Regions from separate parts of the Mus musculus genome. Here regions 1, 2, 4, 5, 6 and 7 are each linked to region 3. A link is a contact called in public ChIA-PET and promoter capture Hi-C data. All regions are on one chromosome and are shown on one strand. The core of a region is the stretch at or near the end of the contact, and the rest is flanking DNA. Distances in the headings are between cores, read along the strand shown.

What was found. Promoter capture Hi-C pulls out the DNA fragments that hold promoters and counts their contacts. ChIA-PET counts read pairs in DNA pulled down with a chosen protein or histone mark.
Region 1: a contact with region 3 is called in an RNA polymerase II ChIA-PET map of memory CD8 T cells, with 8 read pairs. The contact joins the promoter of Slc25a39 here to the promoter of Hexim1 in region 3. A contact is called at or near these places in 2 of 39 promoter capture datasets (cranial neural crest and liver) and 1 of 115 datasets of contacts at active chromatin or transcription factors (memory CD8 T cells).
Region 2: an RNA polymerase II ChIA-PET map of memory CD8 T cells shows a contact between it and region 3, with 18 read pairs. The contact joins the promoter of Hdac5 here to the promoter of Hexim1 in region 3. A contact is called at or near these places in 2 of 39 promoter capture datasets (cranial neural crest and second pharyngeal arch cranial neural crest) and 2 of 115 datasets of contacts at active chromatin or transcription factors (memory CD8 T cells and pancreatic cancer cells).
Region 4: a contact with region 3 is called in a promoter capture Hi-C map of pre-B cells. The contact joins the promoter of Nsf here to the promoter of Hexim1 in region 3. A contact is called at or near these places in 3 of 39 promoter capture datasets (hippocampal neurons, liver and pre-B cells), 1 of 484 Hi-C or Micro-C datasets (cortical neurons) and 1 of 115 datasets of contacts at active chromatin or transcription factors (memory CD8 T cells).
Region 5: an RNA polymerase II ChIA-PET map of memory CD8 T cells shows a contact between it and region 3, with 5 read pairs. The contact joins the promoter of Fam171a2 here to the promoter of Hexim1 in region 3. A contact is called at or near these places in 1 of 39 promoter capture datasets (liver) and 1 of 115 datasets of contacts at active chromatin or transcription factors (memory CD8 T cells).
Region 6: a promoter capture Hi-C map of pre-B cells shows a contact between it and region 3. The contact joins the promoter of Gosr2 here to the promoter of Hexim1 in region 3. A contact is called at or near these places in 6 of 39 promoter capture datasets (the 3T3-L1 cell line, the HPC-7 cell line, cranial neural crest and 3 more), 1 of 484 Hi-C or Micro-C datasets (LSK cells), 2 of 115 datasets of contacts at active chromatin or transcription factors (fibro-adipogenic progenitors and memory CD8 T cells) and 1 of 9 other capture datasets (liver).
Region 7: an RNA polymerase II ChIA-PET map of memory CD8 T cells shows a contact between it and region 3, with 11 read pairs. The contact joins the promoter of Hrob here to the promoter of Hexim1 in region 3. A contact is called at or near these places in 2 of 39 promoter capture datasets (cranial neural crest and second pharyngeal arch cranial neural crest) and 1 of 115 datasets of contacts at active chromatin or transcription factors (memory CD8 T cells).

The regions. Positions count from the first base shown.
Region 1 is chr11:102,405,850-102,408,951 of GRCm38.p6, reverse strand. It overlaps Slc25a39 (solute carrier family 25, member 39), which reads left to right and starts at 1,435. Exons shown (of 12, transcript NM_026542.3): 1 at 1,435-1,562; 2 at 2,298-2,397; 3 at 2,531-2,590; 4 at 2,702-2,746. The coding sequence starts at 2,313.
Region 2 is chr11:102,228,574-102,232,096 of GRCm38.p6, reverse strand. Hdac5 (histone deacetylase 5) reads left to right here and starts at 1,925. Exons shown (of 27, transcript NM_010412.3): 1 at 1,925-2,092. Mir8101 (microRNA 8101) reads left to right here and starts at 1,947; the gene lies at 1,947-2,057.
Region 3 is chr11:103,114,628-103,117,808 of GRCm38.p6, reverse strand. Hexim1 (hexamethylene bis-acetamide inducible 1) reads right to left here and starts at 1,484. Exons shown (of 1, transcript NM_138753.2): 1 at 1-1,484. The coding sequence starts at 887.
Region 4 is chr11:103,951,763-103,955,380 of GRCm38.p6, reverse strand. It overlaps Nsf (N-ethylmaleimide sensitive fusion protein), which reads left to right and starts at 1,325. Exons shown (of 21, transcript NM_008740.4): 1 at 1,325-1,411. The coding sequence starts at 1,400.
Region 5 is chr11:102,446,394-102,449,981 of GRCm38.p6, reverse strand. It overlaps Fam171a2 (family with sequence similarity 171, member A2), which reads left to right and starts at 2,319. Exons shown (of 8, transcript NM_199200.2): 1 at 2,319-2,584. The coding sequence starts at 2,467.
Region 6 is chr11:103,695,684-103,699,245 of GRCm38.p6, reverse strand. It overlaps Gosr2 (golgi SNAP receptor complex member 2), which reads left to right and starts at 1,523. Exons shown (of 6, transcript NM_019650.4): 1 at 1,523-1,616. The coding sequence starts at 1,588. It overlaps C130046K22Rik (RIKEN cDNA C130046K22 gene), which reads right to left and starts at 1,522. Exons shown (of 3, transcript NR_102389.1): 1 at 1,374-1,522.
Region 7 is chr11:102,247,252-102,250,562 of GRCm38.p6, reverse strand. It overlaps Hrob (homologous recombination factor with OB-fold), which reads right to left and starts at 1,681. Exons shown (of 10, transcript NM_153544.3): 1 at 1,471-1,681. The coding sequence starts at 1,473.

The sequences.
Region 1 (3,102 bases), core at 186-2,685, 710 kb after region 3:
CTGGAACTCACTTTGTAGACCAGGCTGGCCTCGAGCTCAGAAATCCGTCTGCCACTGCCTCCCAAGTGCTGGGATTAAAGGCGTGCGCCACCATGCCCAGCTTTTGTGTTACTTTTAAGCCAGGTTTGGGGTGAGAGGACACAGGATAGGACAGGGCAGCACAAGCGACACTTCACTCGTGACTCTCCTGCCGCCTCTGCCTCACGGCCAACCGACTGCCCGGGCCTTTTGATCATTGGCTGCTTTCCTAACTACCCGTTTGCTCTCACTCCGCCCCCAAAGCTGGAGGATCCGAGCCATGGAAATGCCGAAAGGGTTTTCTCAGGGTAAAGTTATGGTTGGCCACTTGGAATCCACGTGCTAGCTGGGCTGGCTGGGCGGCTCCAGCGCGGTCTGCAACCAGTTGGGGACTGAGGGGCGGAGACGGTAGTGACGTCAAAGCCGCGGCCTTTTCTTCTTAAAGGTGCAGCCTCACACCGCGTGTTCCAGTTTCTGTTAACACCGTTTTAGCTTGGAAGTCTTAGAGGCGAGGCGGGCGGTGGGGTGCCGGGTACTGAGCTGGTGCGGAAACAGCGCTGTTTGCAAGCCCACCGGGGAAGGCAGCGGCAAAAGTTTTAACTTGAGTCCATTTCATTTTCTGTAAAATGGGGGTACCTACGTCTGTAATTACCTACTATGAAAAGTTTTGGTAGAGGCCATTTCTGGCCTACATTGGAAACTATGCCAGCAAAGGTTACGTAGATCGTCTTGGGGGAAAGAAACAAAAAACTTCTAAGTATTAAAAGTGGTAACAGTCTAAGATCTGTCGCGAAACACTGGTTTTCTTTCTTGCTCTACGTTCTCTGTGTCCTCGGCCCAAAGAGGTCCTGTAAATTTGCCCAGGGCCACACCACGTCTAGCCCAGGTTGCAGGTCGGCTGACAAGGCTGCCCTGCAGGTCATAAAGCGTTCTGGGGTTGCAACCCCGTTTCATCATCCGTAAAAGAGGATGGTGATTCCAGCCAACAGGCTCGCCATAAATCGTAAACTCCCGCCACGGAGCTAAGTGGGCAGATGTTTGCCATTGCTGTCCCACACTCTGATGACCTTGAAGAACCGACCCTCGCGGCAGCTGCCTCGTAAAAGGACGCGGAGCAGCAATACCCAAGCGGTCAGGAAAGTTCCAGCGATCGCAGGTCTGGACTCCCCGGACAACACTCCTGCAGGGCGTGGGCAGAGGAGAGCTACTGGAGCCGGGTGCAAGCGCCGTCCAGTCGGCGACCTTGACCTGCCGGCCGCAAGGAGCGCGGGGCCGCGGCGACCCGCCCACGCGGCCGCGGCGCAAGGGCGGAACTGGGGGGGTGGGAGGAGGGCCGCGAGTGGGCGGAGCTCGTTGCACTCCGTGCGCGCGGCCGGTCGGCCACGGGGCGGGGCTTCGCCTTCTGGGGGCGGAGCCGGTCTCACCGCTCTCCCGGGCGGCCGCTGTGCGAAGCGGGCACGCGCGGACCCTGCACCGGCCGCGGAGCCGCTATGGGCCCGCCAGGCCCCTGGCGTGGCGCGGCGCAAGGACCGGCTCCGAGCCAGGTGGGCGGGCCTGGGCTGGAGTGGGTTCTCCGAGGGTCCCCGGCTGGGAGGGGAATCGAGGCCGCGGGAAGGGGGTGGGCCTCTCCGTGAACCCCTTTACTGGGCCTGGGCATGGAGTGCGGCCGAGTCTCGGTGAAAGGGTTTGTTACTAGGTCTCTGCTTCCATCTCCGCGGCTTGTGTTTAAGAGAGAGAGGAGGCAGACAGAGAATGTCCTGCCATCCAGGCCTCACGGCCTGTCCTCTCTGGCCCCAGGCAGGCAGTGTGGGGGAGGGCCAGCAATCTTGGGAAGGAAGGTGGACCTTCCTCTATCAGCAGATTTGTTTACACGTTTCTCTCGGTGCCCGACTCGACCTCTCCTCGCCCGGGGCGCTCATGTGTCCGCCCAGATGTTGGGTGGAGGGGCTCAGGTGTTTGATCTTTCGGCCTCTGGTCTGGAGGAGCATGTGGCTGAGAAAATAGCCATCACTGTCTTTGGCCGACGGCTATTCTAGCTTCTTTCCAAACGAATGACGTAACCTTGAAGGTCACAGCAACCTTTGAGCCTTAGTTTTCCCCTCGGCAAAGTGAGCACATTTCTAGATTTTAAAGATTATAGAGGCAAACTCTGGATGAGACCTGAGTGCGCTGTCGTTAAAGTCCCAGAGCACCTTAGCTCATGCTTGCTCCCCACTCCCCCCACTCAGGCCTGCCTTGTCAGGGGGTAAGCTCCATTTGACTGTGGTGTGTGTTTTCAGGATTGAAATTCCAAGATGGATGATCAGGACCCTGGGGGCATTAGCCCCCTTCAGCAAATGGTGGCCTCAGGAGCCGGGGCTGTGGTCACCTCCCTCTTCAGTAAGACCTGGGGAGATGGGGGATGGGGCAGCTGGGGGTTAATGTGGGCTAAAGGTTGGAGGCAGTTTGGTTCTGATAAAGAAGAGGGTGAGTGGTGTCCTGAAGGAACCTTCAGACCTACCTCCTTCCCCAGTGACACCCCTGGATGTGGTGAAGGTCCGCCTTCAGTCTCAGAGACCCTCGGCAACCAGCGGTGAGTACCAGATCAAGGCGAGCTGCCTGACAAAATAAGGATTTCCCAGAGATGGGGTTCTAGTGGGGGAGGCTGCATTCCTGACCACCAGGGCTGACCTTTGTGTTTCAGAATTGACAACTCCCTCCAGATTCTGGAGTCTCTCCTACACCAAATGTGAGTGCCCCAAGCCCCAGGCCCTTGGGAGGGCCCAGGGAAGAAGTGTTGAGTATCCCTCGAGTACCTGGGTTACCCATGATCATAGAGTAGTACATGAGCCCAGCAGTGGTGGTGCACGGTGCGCACCTTTAATGTCCCACTTGGGAAGCAGAGGCAGGCGGATTTCTGAGTTTGAGGCCAGCCTGGTCTATGGAGTGAGTTCCAGGACAGCCAGGGCTACACAGAGAAACCCTCTCTCGAGATCCCCTCCTGCCCCCCCATACTTTGAGGCCACATTAGTCAGCTTTCTGACACTGGAATAGCCACATATTGACCCAGCTATGTCACCCAGCAAGGCTCCAGGCCCTTCCACC
Region 2 (3,523 bases), core at 676-3,175, 890 kb after region 3:
CTTTACCGTCTACTTCAGCACCATTTATGCATGTGTTTTATTTTAAACGAGGTTGTGGGCTGGAGAGATGGCTCAGCGGTTAAGAGCGCCGACTGCTCTTCTGAAGGTCGTGAGTTCAAATCCCAGCAACCACATGATGGCTCATAACCATCCGTAATGAGATCTGATGCCCTCTTCTGGGGTATCTGAAGACAGCTACAGTGTACTTACATATAATAAATAAATATTAAAAAATAAAATAAACGAGGTTGTTTCAGATTTCAGGGGGTATAGAAGAAGACAACAAAGAGAGTAAACATTGCTGGGCATGGTGTCACACGCCTTTAATCCTAGCAATTGGGAGGCAGAGGCAGGTGGATCTCTATGAGGCCAGCCTGGTCTACAAATTGAGTTCAGGACAGCTAGGGCTGGCTACACTGAGAAACTCTGTCTTGAAAATAAGTAAACAAAACAACAAAACAAGAAGGAGGGGGAGGGGGAGGAGAAGGAAGAGGAAGAAGAGGAGGGAGGAGGAGGAGGAAGAAGGAGAGGAGAAGAAGAAAAGAAGGAAGAAGGAGAAGGAGAAGAAAAGAAAAAAGAAAGAAAACGTTTGGTTTATATAACCTAGATTTTTCAGGCATACAGAGTCAGACTCATGAACGTTTGTATAAAGTATTGGAACTAATGGATATTTTGTTTTGTTTGTTTGTTTGTTTTTTCCAGACAGGGTTTCTCAGTATGGCTGTCCTGGAACTCACTCTGTAGACCAGGCTGGTCTTAAACTCAGAGATCTGCCTGCCTCTGCCTCCCAAGTGCTGGGATTAAAGCCGTATGTCAAGGCAATAAACAAAGTCTAAGAGCTTGTCAGGATGACCAAGATACCTGAGCCTACTTCCCTGTCCTAGCCCAAAATCACATTCTTGCCTGAAATCTACTTCTTTGTTCCACCCTAAAATTAGATTCCTACCTGAACTTACTCCCTTGTCATGGCCCAATGTCAGATTCCTGCCTGAATCTCATTTTCTTGTCCTTGACCAATGTCAGATTCCTGTCAAACGCCCCAAAAGCCGCTTTTACACCCCCCACATATGTATAATTTTGAGCATCTGTATGATAACTTACTAAATAGATGTCTCCTAGTTTATTTGCAGATACCTACCTGATGGATATTTATTTAGGTTGTTTCTGACATCTCATATAACAAACAATCTCTTCCTATACTCATTTTGGAGCACAATATTTTCTTAGAATACATTTTTTGCTAGGAAAATTGCTAGGTCATTGACAAAACAATGTAGGTTTAATGATACAGTCATGTTCAGTTCCACTGACGTGGTAGTAGTATGTGTGGTATCAAAGTTGGGGACCAGCGGACTTTTAGGTTCTTGGTCTGTTCCTTTGAAGGCCAGGGACAGTTACAACCTATGCTGGCTTTCTCCAAGGAGTTTCTTTTAACAAGATGCAGCGCTGTGCCATATTAGCACGGTGGGTTAGAGACTTGTCCAAGCTAATCTTTCAGCTTTGACGCGCCTGCAGGGGCTTCCACTTCCAAGGCAGCCCCTAGGATTCCACCCCCCTCTACCCTCCCCCTAACGAGGGAAGGGCGTGTTAGGGAACAGCTCAGGCGGGCAAAGATTGCACCATCCGCCGTTTGAAAAGGAAGTCGAAAAAGCACAGAGAACAAAATCGTAAATCCCACACATCCAGCCCCTGCAGCAGCCGGGGTCCGGGTTCTACTCAGTTCATTACTTGGCGAAGAGATCGGGATCCCTTCTCTGCCACCTCCACCCCAGCCTAACCTTGGGCTGGGCATTGGCCCTTTAAGAAGCTGTCACGGTGGCGCTATTGGTCCCGCCCATCTGAGGGGAGGGCCGAATGGGAGGGGAGGGTTCTCGGTTGAAGCCCGAAAAAGGGGGGGTCTGAGCCTATTTTTAGCTCGGGGTCGGGTCACGTGACGAGAGTGACGTCTCCGAATGTTGTTGTTGGTGGCGGCGGCGAGCGGAGCCGGAGGAGCCGCCGCAAAGATGGAGGAGCCGTCGAGGAGGCGCTGCCGCTGCTGTTGCCGCCGCTGCTGCCGCCGCCGCCCGCGAAGCCGGAGCTCGAGCCGCAGCGGGTGAGCGCGCCGCACCCGCCAGGACCCCACCTCCCACGGCCCCGGGACGCCCCGCAGCGTCCCGTCCTCCCGCCGTCGCTGCCCGCGGGCTCCCCGCGACCCTGTCCTTCCTCCCGGCGCGCGCGCCGAGCCAGCCCGCACCCCCAGGGAGCGTCGCTGGGCCCGGGGAGTGTCGCCTTTGGCTCGCCGCGCGCGCCCCTCCTCATCCCTCCCTTGCAGGGCTCCTTCTCTGCAGGTAAGGGAGGGGCCGATTTTCCCGCACCCCGCACCCCGCGCCCCCAAATGTCCCGCAGACCGGCCGGGGATGTCTGATTTGTCTCCTCCCCGGCGGCTCATAATCCGTTGCAACTGCGATTTGAGCCTTGCAACCCGCATTCTGGGCAGACCCTCTCTTCACTAGACACCCCTTTCTTGTTACTCTGAGGTGAGGGGCGCAGCCCACCCACAGTGCTTCTCCAAGTGGCGAAGAACATACCCTTGATTTTATGTCCTTGACGTCCCTGCAGGTGGAAGAGGACTGCGGGGCCCATCTTACTTGTCTGTGCTATTCACCCCCTCGCCTGTGAGGCGTTACTGCGTTTATTACCACCCTCTTCTGTCTGACACCCTGGAGCTCGGGAAAGAGCTGGGAGATGAATTGGTGATCTTTCTTGGCTAGGGCAGATCTCCCCACCCCACTCCCGCGCCCAGTTTTCATCTTGGGTTTGTTTCTCATGGGGCAGAGGTTCTAATAGTGCCTTGTTAACTTGGGGGAGTCGGCTTCCCCCCTCCCCACCCATCCCTGGGGCCCTCAGGAAGATGAGAACTGGCTGGACGATAAGTAATTAATCTAAGAGCTGGGGGGGGGCGCGGGGAGTGTGTTTCATTTCGGGGAGAAGGTGACCACTTCATGTCCCTGCGTTTGGCCTTCTGAGATGAGCTTTGTCCCTGAAGAGGAAGGATAGCAGCTGCAGTTGCTTTTGGGGTGTGTGTGGTGTGTGTGTGTGTAGTGTGTGTAGTGTGTGTGTGTACCCATCACTCTGGTAGTGACCACTATGCTTCTGGGTCCTGGAATTAGCTTTGGATCTTGGGAATGGGAATGGAGAGAGGGGTTTAGGGATCAGTGGGAGGGGAAGATAGAGTTAGATCCTAGGAACAAAAGGAGGCAGGGATGGGAGATTGGTTTGGGCCAGAAGACCTCTGGCTAATCCTTACATTGGAACCTGTTGGCCCTCCACTTAGGTCCTAAGGTTGCAGGCAGGGAGGGTCTCCCAGGCTCTTATGCCCTCCACACTGGGACCCAAGAGCCCATGCTGGCTGTGGAGATGGGCTACGGATGAACCATGTTGTGGGCTCCTCATTCCAGTCTTCCCTTCTCTTTCCCTTCCTAAACAACAAAGCTTGAGGAGAACTTGGTCTGCCTCTTCCTTCTGAAGTCTTCCCTTTTCTCTC
Region 3 (3,181 bases), core at 235-2,734:
GAGAGGCACTTCTCCAGCTCCAGGTACTCTTTGATGAGCTCCTGCTTGCTCATGTTCTGCAGGCTCTCGGCGTGGTACCGCTCGTACGTCTCCGAGAAGTCCCGCTGCAGAAACTCGCTGCCGTCCCCTCCCATGCCATCGCTGCCTCCGTCTTCCTCACCAGCTTCTTCCACAAAATCCTCATCGCTGGTGTCGTCGGATTTGGCGGCTGCCCGCTTGGGGTAAAGGCCGGTTTTGAGATCAGGCTCCTCCTGATCGTGGTCATCCATGAGGAACTGCGTGGTGTTATAGGGCGCAACTGGCTGGCCCTTGGCGAACATCTCGGCTCGAACCCGCGAAGCTCGCAGGCTCTGCTTCTCGTCGAACTTTTTCTTCTCCTCCCAAGTCAGCTTGTAGTAGGGCTTCCAATGCCGCTTCTTCTTTGAGGGGCGTCTCCGATGTTTTTTCTTGCCCAGCTGTCTCTGTTGCTGTCCCCATGGCTCCTCGCCTCCGGCGGCAGGAGCCTCCTGCTTGGTGGCCTCCGAGTCATGACCTGGCTGCACGAGGGACTCTGACATCGGCTCTCCCTCCGCCGACGGGGAGGCACCGCCAGTGGATAAGTCCTCCCCATTCTGGCCCTTCTCGCCCTTCTCCAGGGAGCTCAATTCTGGACAGGCATTCGTCTGCAATGGGGGCAGCTGGTGCTTCAGGCCCCCTTCTCCCTCCTGCCCTGGACGGCTACCGGACTGCAAGGACGCTCTCGATTGCCACCTACTGTCCTCCTTGGGCACCCGTTCCTCCGCGCTTGGGGGGCGCTCAGAGGTATGCTCTTCATGGACAACAGCAGCACCTGTACAGTTGCTAGTTTGAGGCTGGTGTTGATGTTCTGTCAAGAGTGGCTCGGCCATGGCTTAGTAGAGTTCTCTTCTGGAAGTTTGAGAAATTCTGGCTTAAGGAAAGAGGTTTTTCTTTCTTTTCAAAATATGTCCAACAAAGTCCTCTTCGGTCAGTAATTTCTGCAGTGACGCCTTCCGTCCGTCCTGTCAGCAAACTCCAATCGCAACTTGGAGTCCAGTCAATAAAGGGTTAAGCGCACACAAGCGTGGCCAACTAGCAGGTCCGGGGGTTCAGCAGCAGGCACCGTATGCAAATATGCAGAGGGGTGGGCTTCACGCCTCCCCGCCGAGTGCTCCCACAGACGAGGAGTTGGTGCGCAAGGAGAGGAGGTTTAAGTCCAATGGGTTAAACCCAACCCGAAAGGGTTAAAACTACCCGATGACGCTGCCTCGGAGGGGCCGAATCCACAAAGGGTTAAATCCCCTGCCGCAGAGCCCACAAGGGGTTAAAGTCCCAGAGCCGCCACCTCCCACTTCCACGGGTGTCGCTCCAACCCGAGCTCCCAGTTCCTCAGGCCGGGCCGGAGCCTTAGCCGAGGACAGACAAACTCATCTCCCCTCTGGCTCGATGCTCCGCTCAGTTCTCCTCCGCCTCCTCCTCTTTTCCTCCCTCCCTCCCTCCCCCTTCAGACAGCTCTTCTTCCGCCTCCTCCTCCGGCTTCCCCTCCCAACCTGACTTTCCACCTGCCAACTTCCAACTGCTGTCTCCAAGCCCTCGGCGCCTCTTATATATAGAAGCTTGTAAGCCCCGCCCATGCGCATGCGTAACGGAGTCCAGGTGTGGGGCAGCCGGGAGTCGTAGTTCCCTTCTTTCGGGCCCGCCGTCCTCGCGCGCCGTGCAACGTAGCCAATCATAGAATGCGTAGGGGGCGTCTCCCAGGCCGCCTTCTTCCATCGCTTAGCTCTCGCTGAAGAAACGTGAGCAGTCATTGGGCAAGAGTTATTCGTCTCTCCGAGGAAGGAAGACCAATTACAGAGGAGATGGGGCGGGTTCTGGACCATACCATTGTGCTTCAGGAATACAAGAAGATTCCATGACCTTTGGGAGCTTATACAGAATATTTTTATTAAAAGGTGCGTTTGAAAATCTACTGTCATATTCTGTTCTCAGCGGAAAGGTTCTGATGGCCATAAACCGTTTTCAACTTATGCAAAAATGGTCTGTCCCTAAAAAGTAGTCCCTAAAGTGTAAAAGAGGATTAAATTCTATAAAGAGAGCTGTTAGTCGTGATTACTGACATTGGATTCTTAAAATTACAATAATGTCTCTGAGGTAGGTGATGGGTTTCTTGGAGAGAGATAAGCGGAAGGATATTTTGGACAACTATTTATTAAAAAGACGAAAAGCGCATGAAGAAGTAAACAAATGAATTAAGAAGTGCCGCCTTAAAGGGACAGTGTGGTGGCCTGCCGAGCATCAGCTTCAGACTAGGCCTCAGGAACTGAGAGGGCGGGTTCGAGTCCTGAGTGACGTCGGTCCTCAGGCTATCCTGGAGGCCCTTAGGTGAGAGCAGCCACCCAGGCCAAGAGCTATCTCCGCACCAGAGGTGAAAGCAAAGTGGTCCTCCGCGGCCGAGCTCTCCGCCTGAGCCCGGATGGGAAGCGCGTGGTGAGGAGGAAGGACTCGCCCCGAACCTCGGCTTCTGCCGAAGAAAATGGCCTCCCGGGGTCGACTTGGCCTCTTCGCTTCCGATACCGCAAACCTTTCCCTAGCCAGGATACTCTGGAGAGATTGGGCCAATTGATGCGAAGTCTGTGTTGGGGAGGAACCCAAAAATCTATGCGTTCCCGAAAAAAGGGGGTGTCATCCACAGAGATGAGGTGTGTGTGTGTGTTGGGGGGAAGGCTTCGAGAAGGAAAGCTGAAGGCCTTCCCTGAAATGGGTGTGCTTGACCCAGGGCCGTAGGGTACATTGGGGGTGAAGTGGGGGTTCTACTCCCCCTTAAAAGGGATTCACATTCTTTTCCCCTACTAGAAGGACCCGAAAAACTCCCTTTAATCCCCTTGGCGTAATTGCCACTTCTCCCTTTGCCTGAGTACCCAGTGAGCCATTCTTCTTTTTCCTTACATTCCAGCCATAATGGAGTGAGATTCTACACATGAAACTATTTGACCAGCGCAGCCATGTGAGCGAGGTAGGGCAGGAGTTAGCCGCCATTTTAGCTATAGGAAAGCTCTGCGCCTTGGAGAAATCAAGTGACTTATCCAAGGTCACCTGACAACGAAGAGGCAGTTGTAACTAGAGCGGGTCTTCCTTGCGTCATCTAATACGGTTTTTCTGTCAAAAACACAAAAGCCAAGACCTG
Region 4 (3,618 bases), core at 76-2,575, 840 kb before region 3:
TTCAATGCTAAGATGATATAAGAACGTAGATCCTGTACAGAATTCTTGGAAAGAGAGGTAACTCTTGAGCAAATATAATTTTTGCTTAGTTCTGAGTCCTTTCTTAGAGACACTCATTACAGTGAAGATATTGATAGTGTGAATGGTTCTGACTTACTGACTTACCAGTTACTAAAAACTGGTCCCTATCTTGACCACCCTAGCATAGGAAATACCCCTGTAGCTCCCTTTTATCCCTGTCGGTGTGTACACCCTTTTGTTTGCTGTTCCCTGGGCCTGCTGAGTGCTTCTCAGGACTGATTAGGCTGCACCCCCTACCCCTAGTATCTCCCTTTTAGAGTATTTCAAGGTCTTCAGGTTTGCTCCCAGGAAGAGGTACCCATTCCATCCCAGAGACTTTCCTCTAAGAGGGTTCCTCCAACTTTACTTTTCCTTTTAGGGAGTAATCTTATTGAATATCTCATGTATTCTCATAGATATCATGTCTTATTTTTACATGTTGCATACATTTTAAATGACATTATATATTTGTAAGGGGACCCAAGAGTACTTTAGAGAAAAGTGCTGAAGAGGACATAAGGGAACGGATATGAGGAGGCTATGTCAAACATTCCTCCTTAACCCTGAAGTCCTGCTACATGCTAAAAGTCTCACTTTCAGCCTTGGCAGGACAGGGTACACCTGTCTTGTTTCCTGTGTGAGACTTTTACTGCTGTGCTGCTTATAGAACTATCTTCTGGTATTTTGTCTTATCCAAATCATTTTAGTTTTTCTGTGGCATTGTTTTTTTTTTTTTCCTGAGGACTCAAAATAGAGTTTTGAACATGCAGAGGTGGATGGCGGAATACCAATGCACGTTAAAACAAACGAACAAACAAACACCTTAAAAAAGATAGAAGTTGTGCTTATAAATGAAAATATCGAACTATAAAGCTAGCGCATATATAATTATGATTCACTCTCAAAACAAGTGTGCCTGCAAAGAAAAGCTCGGATTCGAATAGAATCCGAATTCAGAACCAGCTTTTAGCTATTGCGCGCCCCCTCCACAGTCCCCTTTGGGGGAAAGGCCAGCAACCACGCGGGGTTTTCTCGGCGCATTCTGTTTTAAGAGGTCTGGAAGCAGAAAGCTAAAAGTCCATTAAAAGGCCACGTGGCCAGCTTTGTGAAAACCGGGTAGCAGTGAGGCGGCCAGCTTGTCTTCAGCCAAAATGGCGGTGCTCGGACTGCGCGCTCGCACGGGATGGGGAAGGGCGTCGGGGACGCGGCCGGGCGCGGGCGCGGCCTCCCGGCGGCTGCGCGCCTGCGCGAGGGCCGGCTGCCGGCGAGCACGCGCGCGGCGGAGGCGGGCTCAGCAGAGTGCGGAGCTGCAACCTGGGAGCCGGACGTGTCCGCGAAGATGGCGGGCCGGGTGAGTGGCGGCCGGGCAGCCCGGGCTCGCAGCGGATCGCCCGAGGTCGCGACTGCTGCGAGGTCCACGAGGGCTCCGGGGAAGGGGCGCGAGGCTGAGCACCCAGGAACGCTGAAGGAAGGGAGGTCAGAGCAACGCTGGAGGCGAGACAGTGTAGCTGCGGCAGGGGATTAGCTCTGCTCAGAAACTCTGTCCTCCCCGAGGGTTGTCTCTTCGTCCCCCGGGTCTCCAGTGCTTCCCTTGTCATCCCCTGGGGCTCGTTTCTCTCGTCCTTCAAGCATCTTGAGGGTAGTGGCCACTGGAGCCCCCCTCTGACGAGCGCTGTGTGCCCTCCACACTCCTCCGAGGGTTTCTGAGGTGGCACTGCCGGATAACCGCGGGGTGTAGTCTGCTGCAGTCAGGGCGAGGGTGTGGGAACCCATTTCTAGTTCTTCCTAAATGAATGTTATGAAAAGAGGAGGGGAGGTCTGCAAATTACTTTTACGGCTAACCTTAGACCATCTCCTGGGGAGAAACATATCAGCTGTGAAGCAGCAATGTCTTTCGTGCAGATGGACTTGGGGTGTCACGTTTTGTTTTTCTAAATGACAGTCGATTCGAATGCAGCAGGCTGTGTTGTAGTCTCAGGGATTTACATTTTACTTCCCCATTAAGCTCGTAGGACGGCGGGGTAGGATTGGGGTTGGCGAGGAGAGATGGGGCCAGGTCACTGCTGTTATTGCAGTAGGCATCAGAGCTAATATCGCTGATGGATGGATCCTGCCCAGAGATTGCCCTGTTCGAAACCTGGGGACATTAACTGCGTCATTACAGACTAACGTTGTGCTTGACTGATTCACTTACACCTGAATATTTGAATAAGTTTGCATACATGTATGCATATATGTAAATGTCCTGTCTAAAGAGAATTGTAGGTCATGAGATTCTAAAGTCCCAAAGAGACGGTAGAGGTCATCAGACTAGCTCCATCTTTTTCTCTTCCTTTTTTCATAATCCCCCTTTTATCTCAAGCTGACCCTTTTAACTATTTCAGGGTCTGTTTTTGCCTCCTCAGGAGCCCCTCTCCTGAATCATCAGCCCTTCTGGAATGCACTGGTCTCTTAAACCCTCCCTCTGCCCCCACAGACTTTTCCTCTAACCATTTTTTTTCCCCCAGTGGCAAAGTCTGGTGATTTTCTGTGTGTGTTGACTCTCATTTGCCTACCACCTGCTACCTCCTGGGCCCACCACAGTCGGACTGAAATGCATCCCTAAAATTCATGCCCATTTCCCAATCCTTGTTACACGTGATGTCTCAGAGCGTCTGACAGTGTTGCCCGTCTCCTCCTTAATGGAAGACATTCTTCCATGGCTTCAGTAATGCTGGGCTAATGTTTTGACTCATCTCTCTTTCGGAGTCACCTTCCTCCTCCCTGTCATTCAATTCCCACACTCTGTTTTATCTCCTCTCCTCAGCTAATCCCTTCTGAGCCAAAGCTACAACTGTCTGTATGCCTGAGGTGCTCAAGCTTTCATCCATCCTCTACAGAACTGCCCTCTAAATTCCAAATTGATGTGTGGAAGTGTCTGTTTGTAATCAAGAACAAGGATGGGTGATCACCTTTGATCCTCACAGAGGCAGGAGGACCTCTGACAATTTGAGCCCAGCCTGGTCCATATAGTGAGTTCCAAGACAGCCAGGAGTACATAGACACCGTCTCAAATAAATTAAATACATGAGTAAATAAATAAAATAACTAATTCAAGACTATTTGAACTCTAGTTTAAACCCAAAGCTGTGATCTAAGCCCACTTCCCTGGTACTTTTTCTGTTTTTCTCTCATTGAATGATACCATCACCAGTGGAAACCTGGCGGGTATGGGATGACTGTGTGTGTGTATGGGTGGTAGGGGCACATGCATACCCATATGTGGCAGTCAAAGGACAACGTTGGGTTAGGATTTACCACCCACGCTGTTTGAGCCAGGGTTTCTTTGGTTGTTCGCCCCTGCCTATGCCAGGCTAGCTGGCTTTCCAGCTTCTGTGGAGTCTCTCGACCCAGGATTACAGATGTGAGCCATCCTACCTGCTTTTCAGTGGTTCTGGGGCTGTGAACTCAGGTCCTCACACTTGCAGACCGCGTGCTTCATCCAGGAGCCCTTCTCTTCCCTATTGTCTGTCCCTCTTGCCGCATCCCCTGTATAGTTCACCACTGTCTTCCCACCTG
Region 5 (3,588 bases), core at 1,070-3,569, 670 kb after region 3:
GAGTGGTGAGGAGATATCAGTGGGTGCTGGTGGAGGCGCCACTTCCCGAAGTCTTCAAAGGGAAGCCAGGTAGTCAAGGACAGGGCTCTGACGGTTGATCTGAGGCAATGAAAGAGCCGTTCCCTGCATGGAGCAAAGTGTTCAGAAAAAAAAAATTTCTGCCAGTAACAAGGGGGCAAGTTCTGGCAAAGAGGGAGTTGCTGAGGCTGGAGCCGGGTGGGGAGGGCCCTGGGGTACTTGTTTGTTAGGGAGGCAGGGGTGGTGGCTGAGCAGACACGCCTTGAACACTGAATTCAATGCTACGTGTCCAGGGACAGAAGAGGTGCATATATTCACCTCACCAGAGCCCATACTTGATTGTACCCAGAGGGGTAAAATGGTAAATCCTGATAACAATGATTTGACATCCATGCATGGCAAGTTCCAGAACAGGTTTCTAGCTGGGTGACTGAATATCTAAGTAAAGATTAAGCCGTGATCCTTGAATACCAGCCAAATTTCCTCTGGAGTCAGTCAGTCATTGCAACTGAATGGCCCAGACCACCTATCTTGATCCCAGCAAAGCATTTTAGCCTTGGGCCTCACGGACGAGAGAAATGTGAGCGGGATTGTAGTGGCTGGGATTTTAGATCTGAATGATCCTGATAAAACTGGGGTGCGGTGGGGGGGTCTCTCTGGGGTGTCTCAGCTCCATGTCAACTCTGGGCTGCCTAGAGACATCAGGAGATCCTTGAACGAAGGCAGCAGTAGCCTCTCTGCCCCACAGATAACTCCTGGCTGTGGCAGGCACAGGGATAATACAGTGGGCAAGCAAGGCAGATTCCAGGGAGCTCTGACAGATTGTGAAGTCGGCTTGAGACCAACACGATGAAATTCACCAAGGAAGAGCGCTAAAGCCTGCACTTAGGTTCCAAAAAAAAAAAAAAAAAAAAAAAAAAAGTTACATAAGCACAGAACTGGGAAATATGGTTACACGGAAATCTCTATTAAAAAGGAAGAGATGCTGCGTGCAATCCCCTCTACCCTTGGCTGGCTACTCCAGGGTCTGAGGTGGGGGGCGGGGGCGGTGAGAAGAAGGAGGAGGAAGAGGAAACAGATGGAAATGAGGGGAGGAGAAAGAAAGAAGGAAAAGAGGGAAAGAGGAAAGGAAGGGATGAAGGGAAAGACCTGGTGACTTTGCCCCCTTAAGTAGAGAGACTTAGTCAGAGGGAAGCCTGCTGCGTCCCCTAGGGGAAGCCATCCTTGTCATAGGTCTCCTGGGTAGCAGGCTGTGCTGAAGAGGTGACTGGGCAGAGAGAACGACGCAAAACAGAAGCTAAGGGATAGTGACAGCCAGAAACGATAAGGAGAGAAAGGTTGTTTGGGAGCTTGTCTTCAAACATGGGGTTCAGCGAAGGAAGATCCAGTTTGTCAATCAGGATGCCGGAACCAATGGGATTCTTTTGTGGGGGGAGGCGTCTGCTTCCACTTCTACAAAACCTCTCTAGCCAGATGTCTCCTCCAGAAGGAGGTCTTATTACTCCAAGGGAGGCAAGCCCCTCCCCGGCCAACAATAGCACCACTTACTGCACCGGTGCACCTGTCAGACTTGTGTCAGAGGACCAGGAACTGGCTATGTAGAGCAAAGTGGCCTTGAACTCACAGAGCTCTTCCTGTTGGGATAAAAGGTGCCTGGCATTCCTCCACCATCACCCCGAACCACCCCTCACACACACCTTGGTATCTCAACCACGTTACTAGGTAGAGATTATTATGATTGTCACTTTAAAGGATAAGTGAGGCTGAATATAGCGGCTTGCATTTGAAATCCCAACACTCTGGAAGCGGAGGCAGGAAAAGGGCCATGAGTTCGAGGTCATTCTGAACTTCAGACCATCCTCTTTAAAGCAAGAGAGGCTAAGAAGGCTGTAAGGAACTTGTCTTGCCTGTTTCTGAATGGAAGTCATGGGGGGCGGGGGAGGAGGCTGACATGACCACAGGTCAGCTTCCCAATGTTGGATGGAGACCGCAGCCTCCTCAACACTACGGAGCTCTCGGTGTGGGAGAAGAAAATTCTCACTCTTTCCAACTACAGCCCTTAGGAGTAGGCAATAGCCATTCTCCTACCCCTCAATTTTACACCACATCTCAAGAGCTCTCCAACCCCAACCCGGGTAATTGCCCCCTAATCGCTGCACTCCATTGCTGTCTGGAATCTTGGGTTACCGGGTGGGGGCTGCCGGGTGGGCTGCAGGCAGAGCCGGGCCTCGAGGGGGCGGTGCCCGCTGGCCCGCCGTGCCGGGTGTCGACTGCAGGGGGCGCTGGCGGCCGCTCCGGGCAGAGACAATCGCGCCGAGCGGGCGCCGCAGCCGGAGCGGGAGCCCAACCCGGAGCTGCACAGAGCGGTGCAGAACTGGGGCTGAGCGGGGCCGGCCGATCAGGGCCGGGCGGCAACGATGGACCGCTAGGGCCCGGCCGAGCCCCGCGATGCCGCCGCCGAGTGGCCCCGGCGTCCTCGCGCGGCTGCTGCCGCTGCTGGGGCTGCTGCTCGGCGGCGCCTCCCGGGCTCCCGGCAAGTCTCCGCCGGAGCCCCCCAGCCCGCAGGGTGAGTATCGGCCTCGAGGGGCGGCGATCGTGGGCCTGTACCCTGTGATCGGCTGCCACCGCTGGCCCCCTCTTCACGGTGCTAGTGACTTGGGATGCATTCTGCTCCCAGGATGGCGGGGGGAAGGCGACCTGAGATCGGTGCTTCTGGGGGAGAGATTGGGGGACTGTTTGCTGCGGGGGTCTTGGGGAGACACAATGGAGAGGGCGAGGGTCTCCAGGCTCGGCGCTGCCGCCTCCTCCGACTTGTTTTTCTCCCTCCTGGTCCGCGAGGCACTGCAGCCAGAGCTATTGTCTGCGGAAGACACCCGCCCAGGGGCGGGCTGGGGCGGGCGCCGGCTCCGCAGCCCCCCGCGGGTCCCTAGCTGCGACCCAGGCTGGGTGGGGGCGCAGACATCGGCTGCCACCCTGGCCGGACTGGGGCTGGGAGCTTAGAGCTGGGCTGCGAGGGGGGAGGGGAGAGGGGGAGTGGGTGAGGCTGTAGGCGGGATTGACTGCTCGAATGGGGTTTTCACCCAGGAGCCTGACAGCTTCTAGCCAATCCCCCCCCAGGTTTAGAATTTGGGGCTCACCGAATAAACACTGATCAGCTCATGCTAGAGGGAGGGGATGCATTTGGAAGGGGGGGGGCGAGTACAGGCGTTATTGTGATTCCCGGCTCAAGGCGCATGGCAGGGCTGTGGTCACGGAGCCATGCTGAGCTGGCTGGCTAGCTGTGGGCAGTACCAGCTGAGAGGGCAGGTGTCTGGGTCCTTGTCCAGCCTGTCTCTTGCTACTACTCTCTTCTACCAGCTTCCCTTCTTCATTTCACTCATTCCCCCGCCCCCAAAGGAGACCCTGACCCTCCTAACGCCTAACCTGGCCCACATGGGTGTGTGAGGTGAAGGTAGAGCTGGCCCCTGCATTGGGAGCTGGACACCCTGACTCCACAGCTCACTCGTGGGTGCTCTGGGCCTCTCTTCTCCTCATCCCTGCTTCCCTCTCCCACCTTTCTGGTTCCTGCGC
Region 6 (3,562 bases), core at 274-2,773, 580 kb before region 3:
TAAGGAATCTTTGCTGTATTTATTACAAAAAAAGGGAATATTATAAAAATGAATACCATCCATCCTGGCAGCAAAGTCATGGTGGCAGGCAGCTTCATGGTGCTGGGAATGGAGGCAGCTACTCACTGCACCTCAGCTGAGCAGAAAACAAAGGAGAAGACTGGCACTTTCCCCCTATTACTTATTTTTTTCCTGTTCTTATAAATCTGTAATATAATTTAAAATCAAAATGCCTATAGAGCAAAGACCCACAAAGATTTGACCTGGGACCTCACACAAGTCAGAGACAATTCTACTGAGACACACACAAGCACACATATACATACTTCCCTGTGCATCCCTCACCAGCAAAGTACTAAAAAACTAAGGATACAGCCTTTTATCTATGCCCCGCCCCCACGCTACTCAACCTTAGCTAAAGTGCACCATTCCCACAAACCCTCTATCGGTTCTTGAAGGCCCCCCATGCTTTCTTGATCCATGAACCCCTACTGCTCTTCTCCAGGCAAATGGTCCTTAGTCATACCCTAAATGTTGATTGTTAATTCAGCTTTAAAATAAGGACTTTCTCAATAGACAGCGAAACACCAGGAATGTGTTTTACCTGGGTTCCTATCCTACATATCTGTGCATGGTGCATAGTAGATGTTCAATAAATGGGAGTGGAACTGGGAAATGTAATGTTAGGGAAAGAATGAATATGGGCGGGCAGTCTCTTGGGACATAAAACTGGGAGGGATGCAGGATACAGGAAAATCCAAGCTTCAGCTCACCAAAGGAAGAGGAACAACTCCTCCCTTGGGAGGAACTGTAGATAAGAACCTAGATGGATGGAAATGAGATGGGCCTAGGTGAAGACAAGTGTTTGAACCTTTCCAAGTCCTAATCCAAATGTCACCCGCCCTTCATGTCTTTAAAAACAATTTCCTATTGACCACAACACCAGCCCAGCTCATTATCTTTGTATTTATTTGGATGTTCTACCATTATCTTTGTACTTATTTGGAATGTTTATTTGTATACAGATCGTAGTTCCTTCTCTAGTCCAACCTCTTGAAGAACAGGGAAATTTTGGTTGTTCCACGTCATATGCTAACCACTCACTCACTGTGGGTTTACTAAAAATGAGCCGGAGATGGGAAGACTAGTGGGCGGACTAGTTCGAGGCAGGAAAAGCACGCGTCGTGAGGAAGTGAGATTCCCCAGACCTGTAATTACACACTCCAAGGAGAAGCCAAGCCCGACCGCGGGGCGGAGAGCGACGTAGAGAGTCGCCGGCGACTTCTCGGGGGAGGCTCTGACGTCAGTGCCTCGCGACCGTCCTCTCCGCTACCTGATTCAATCCCGGAGCTGGACTTTAGCAAAAAACTCACCCCCGCCGCTCTCCGCGAGCTCCGGCCCGGAGCCACACCCATCCCTCGCGTCCCGCTTTCCTTCCGCGCAACCCCGTCTCCGACCTCACAACCACCACGGGACAGGCACACTCGCGGGCGCCCTACTCAGCAGGGCGGGCCCTGAGACCGGAAGCCGGAAGTGGGGTTGTGAGGACGTGTTCCGAGGAAGCCGCAGGCCGGCTAGGCCGGCGTCATGGAGCCCCTATACCAACAAACGAACAAGTGAGGGCTGCGTCGGGGAGCGGGCTGGGCTCCGCCCGGGCTGCGGCCCCTAGGGCTCGGGGCTCTGGGGACTGTCATTGTGGAGGTTTCCGCTCGGGCTGCTCCGCATCTCTTAGCCCCTGGTGCGATGCTCTTAGCCGAAGGGGATCGAGCCGGGGCGCGAAGGCTTGGGCCCGGTAGCTCTTGGCCGCAAGCCGTGACTGCCTATTGGCAAGGGAAAGCAGCGCCCCTAGGTTACAGCACTTGATCCAGCACCTGCCAGCTTAGTCCTCCGGGTTGGTAGAGCTTAGAGAACAGAGAAAACTGTTGCCGAGGCTTGTGTCTATGAATCTATTGCTTAAGTGGGAGTGTCAGGGGTTGTACGAAAGAAGTATTTTGTGTACTTGATTGGACATTTAAAGAACTTATTTTTGTGACACAAAGACGGGCAGGTAACTAGTGACTATTTTTGTGAGTCATATCTGATTACAAGTTAGCCTTAAGGAAATTGAAATTGAGTCTTAGATTAGCTTTTCATAACTAAGTTTCCTTGGTGGGTCCTTTTTTTTTTTTTTTTTTTTTTTTTTCCATACCGTCCTTTGTTTTGGGAACTTGCAGTGTTATGCAGCTAGACACCATGAGGGGCCACATACCTATGTTAGTTTAAGAACTTTCTATTGATTGTATGACAGCACTGAAAAATCTTATTCCTTGGGCCTGAAAAATGACATAAACTAGTCATCCTGCCTCCCCAGGAAACTCATAACAAAAAGAATGGAAATAAGATGGTGGTTATTCTCTTTTTACCTTTTTTTTTTTTAAATTTGTTTATTATATGTAAGTACACTGTAGCTGTCTTCAGACACCTCAGAAGAGGGCATCAGATCTCATTGCAAATGGTTGTGAGCCACCATGTGGTTGCTGGGAATTGAACTCAGGACCTTCGGAAGAGCAGTCAGTGCTCTTAACCTCTGAGCCATCTCTCCAATCCCCCTTTTTACTTTTGTCAACAAAATGTTTGATTTGGGTGGGGGAAAATAAACTACATTGTAATGACAATTTGCATATTATATAATAAGTGTAGGAAGAGATTTTAAAAGACTATCCTGTGAGTCACGTGGAAAAGGAATGAGGCAGAAAATTGCCCTCATTTACTAAGAACGGATCCTTTCCATAGCAAGACACATGGACCTAGCAGAGCGGTGAGTTAATCTGCTAGTTGCTGAATTGACAGAACAGTGTCAGAACATACTCGTCTCACTAGAACTTTGAACTGATTCTGTGATTATCTCTAACTGTGAAGGTACGTTGACATAAAATCGATTATTTAAAGTCATATAGCTGGAAAAGTCCTGAGCACTGAGTGGATGAACAAAACAAAAAAAAAAGAAAGAAAGAAAGACAGGATGTTTTACATTAGCAATATTCTACTAGGATGAGCTTTAAAGAGAATCCAGTAGGCTTCCATTTTGGGTACTCATGTTCATAAAAGATACATTTGTCCCTTGTGTTGTCTAGCTGCCATCCTGGAATTCATCTTTAGATAGTTTGGAGTAAGTAGGTCTCAGACACAAACAGCTCTGGAGTGATCACGCAGGCTTTTCTGGTGGTTTTACTCAGTAGTTAGTTTTAAGAATTATTATCTCAAGATCAGTTTGTCAGCTTGCCTTAGGAGGTAAAGACTAGCTATGGAGGTAGAGTGGAAGACGTGACAATAACCAAGTGCATGTGAAAACTGTGGGCGTGTATGTGTTGTGTGGGTGTGTGTACATTCAAGATGGGATTCTATTACATAGCTGAGGTTAGCCTATAAGTTGTGGTGTAGCTTAGACTGGCCTTGAACTTACAGTCCACCTGCTTCTTTGTCCTGTGTGCTAAGATGACAGGTGAGCACCACTATATCCACTACTTACTAACTTCCTCCCTTCCTTCCCGTCATGTCCCATCCTGTCTGATCCAGTCCCTCC
Region 7 (3,311 bases), core at 432-2,931, 870 kb after region 3:
TTCTGGTGTGTCTGGCTAGTACTGGAAGAGGGAAAAGAGAAGAAATTCGATTTAGCTAAAGACTTAAAAATACTCGAGCCGGGCGTGGTGGCGCATGCCTTTAATCCCAGCACGCAGAGGCAGGCGGATTTCTGAGTTCGAGGCCAACCTGGTCTACAGAGTGAGTTCCAGGATAGCCAGGGCTACACAGAGAAACCCTGCCTCGAAAAACCAAAAAAAAAAAAAAAAAAAACTTTCTTTAAAAAAAAAAAACCAAAAAAATACTTTCTTTAAAAAAAAAAACCAAAAAAAAAATATATATATATACACATATATACATATAATGCACACACACAGTTTATCTGAACTACTCCTAGAAAGGGGAGATAGTAAAAGAGAGGCGACTGCTAAGGGAGACAAAGGCAGGGTCAGCATAAGGGTCTCAAGTAGCCCAAGTTGGCCTCAAGTCATTATTATGTTGATAAAGGTAATTTTCAAATCTTATATAAAAAAAATGATTGATTTAGTGGGGGTGGGGTACACTACTGCATGGGTGTGAAGGTGAAAAGAACTTGAGGGAGTCGGCTTCTTCCACCCTATGGGTCCTAGGGATGTAACTGAGGCATCAGAGACAACCACCTTTTACCTGCTCAGCCACTTCCCCAGCCCCTGACCTTGAACTCCTGACCCTTTCCTTTCCCAAAGGATGGGATTACTTGCCTACACCACCTCTGGAAACAGGCCTGAGTATTCTGCAACAGAATCTCAAAGGTTGGTCCAACACAAGAAAGGACCCTGCCTGAAACCCTTGTTTCTGAGGATCAAGCCAGTGATTTCTTTCTACAGAGGACCAAAGCCAAAGGCAAAGTTGCCAAGAGTGTGGACTGCCCCAGTCTACGGTTCTTCTTCCTGGACAGCAGACTCAGACGAGTGTCACACCCACAGCCTGGGTTTTTGGTGGGGGATTGAGGGCGTGTGGCATGGTAGCTGCTGCCTTTAATTCCCAGAACGCCTAAGGCAGAACTTTGAGTTCGAGGCCAGCCTAATCTACATACTGAGTTACAGGATAGCCAGGGGCAGAAAGCCTGTTTCAAGGACCCACCCTCCTCCCAAAAAAATAAAAACAGAGGAGGAGGCGGAGGAGGAGAGGAAGGGAAGGAGGGAGAGGAGAGTTGAATGTTAGTCACCCCAAGATCACGAGGTTGGGGGCAAAGATTCCAAAAGCCAGTGACGTTTGGGCTCGCAGGGATTGATGACTATTTTTCTGTCTGTCTGTAGGTCTGTATGTCCGGGGGAGGTACCTTTCACAAGGTCTCCTGCGCGTTGCGCGCCCTTCCTACCTAGCCCCCAGGTCTGCAGACTACACTCAGTCTCTACCAGGCAGATCCCGTCCTAGCAGACTAGCGAGCCCGGAGCCCAACCCGGAGTCCGGCTTCCCCGGGGCTGGAACGCCTCCTCCCCAGAGCCCGGGCGGCTTAGACGCGGCATTACCATAACGACAGGCCGTGGGCTCGGGCCGGCGGGTCGGCCCGGCCGTGTCAGACTCAAGGGTTCACCTCCAACTCGACCCAGACGTAGAGTAGGGAACTATGTCCGGTCGCATTCCCAGAGCAAGGTCCAAGAGAAGCGTCTTTAAGACCGCAGCGGAAACTGAGAGAGGGGCGCCTAAGAACGTGCACCCAGAGCGGCTTTCAAAGCCGCCGCCAAAACAATAGCTCCGCCCCCTTAAAGGGAAGGCACCAATTTTTATCCTGCCGACACAAAGTCCTTCTTCCTCGGGCCTTCCGCCGCAGCCTTAAAGGGAAAATCAAAGGTCTCTCGGTCGCCCCCAAGCGGTCCCTCTAGTCCAGCCGGCTGCCACGTTCTGGTTGAAAGGGAGCTTGGAGAAATCTTATACACTTTATTCTCCCTTCTTTTTTTTTTTTTTTTTTTTTTTTTTTTGTTGAGCACACTGGTGATTTGAGAGTGACTTCATCCTCACCAGAACGCAGCCGATCGTGTAGCCCAGGCTGCCCTCTAACTCACTTTGTAGCCGAAAATAACCTTAACTCCATATTGTTCTTCCTCTACCTCCCAAACGCTGGGGTGGCTGGTTTTATGTGGTGCTAGGGATGGAACCGGGGAGGGCGGCGGGGGGGGGGGGGGGGTTCACACTTTGTAGGCCAAGCTGATTGGTAGAGACAGGAAAAGGTAGAGAGCCTCATGCGCCATCATCCTCTGGTGAATGAGGAGGGATTGAACGATTTTGGGCCTTGCACGTGCTAAGCAAATGTTCAACACTAAGCTAATAATACGCCCAGCCCTAAAGAGTTTCTACGACAGAAAAATGTGTGCCTTCTTTGCATGTTAGAAAAATAGGCCTGAAAGCTGGGAGTGCATTCCAATGGTCAACATTGTACTAAGCGTCTTCAAGACTCTGGTCCCAGCTACCATACATACATACACTGCAGAAAAAACGAACAAACAAAAACATAAACAAAATTACTTTGGAGGCCATGCAGGGACTGGAAGGTAAGGCCTGGCTCAAGCATATAAGGCAAGTAAGACTGAATGAAGAGATCCGGGAAAGACAGGGTGTGTCTTTTCCTCAGAGCACAGTAGCCGTCTGAGCCATAGAAATATGACTAAATTGGTGGATTCTTCCTCAGAACAAGGCACATGTGTACAAACACATGATGCTTTGCACATAATTATAGGGGGGTTGTCTTCCTGAAGCCTCTAGTCAAGAACTCAGTCCCAGACAGGTGGTGGTGGCCCACGCCTTTAATCCCAGCACAGAAGGAGGCGGATTTCTGAGTTCAAGGCCAGCCTGGTCTACAGAGTTAGTTCCAGGAGAGCCAGGGGTACACAGAGAAACCCTGTCAAAAAAAAAAAAAAAAAAACCAAAAAAAAAACAAAAAACAAAACAAAAAAAAAACCCTCAGTCCCCTGGAATTCTAGGAAGCAAAATGGTATAGCAGTTAAACTGTAGATGCTGAAGTCTCGATAGCTGGGTCATAGGCTCTCAACTCTACCTCCTCTTTGCTATGTGAGCATGTGAGCTTGGTCAGGGTCATACCTGGAATCACATAGTACTCCAGGACTCTTGGCTGTTATCATTCCAGGTTAAACAAAATTAACAGTGCTGGGACCCTCCCCCTATACTGAGCTTGTCATCCTGCTCTGTCTGAGTCCTCTGATCTGCTTCCAGCCTACATCCCAGAACCCAGGTTTTCCATTTCTGAACTTATTCCTAGTCGGTCTGAGTTTCCACTGCTCTCAAACCCAGTCATTAAAGAGTTTAGCATACTTCTTGCTTCTCCCTCTCCACCCTCCCTTCCTCGAAAAGGTCT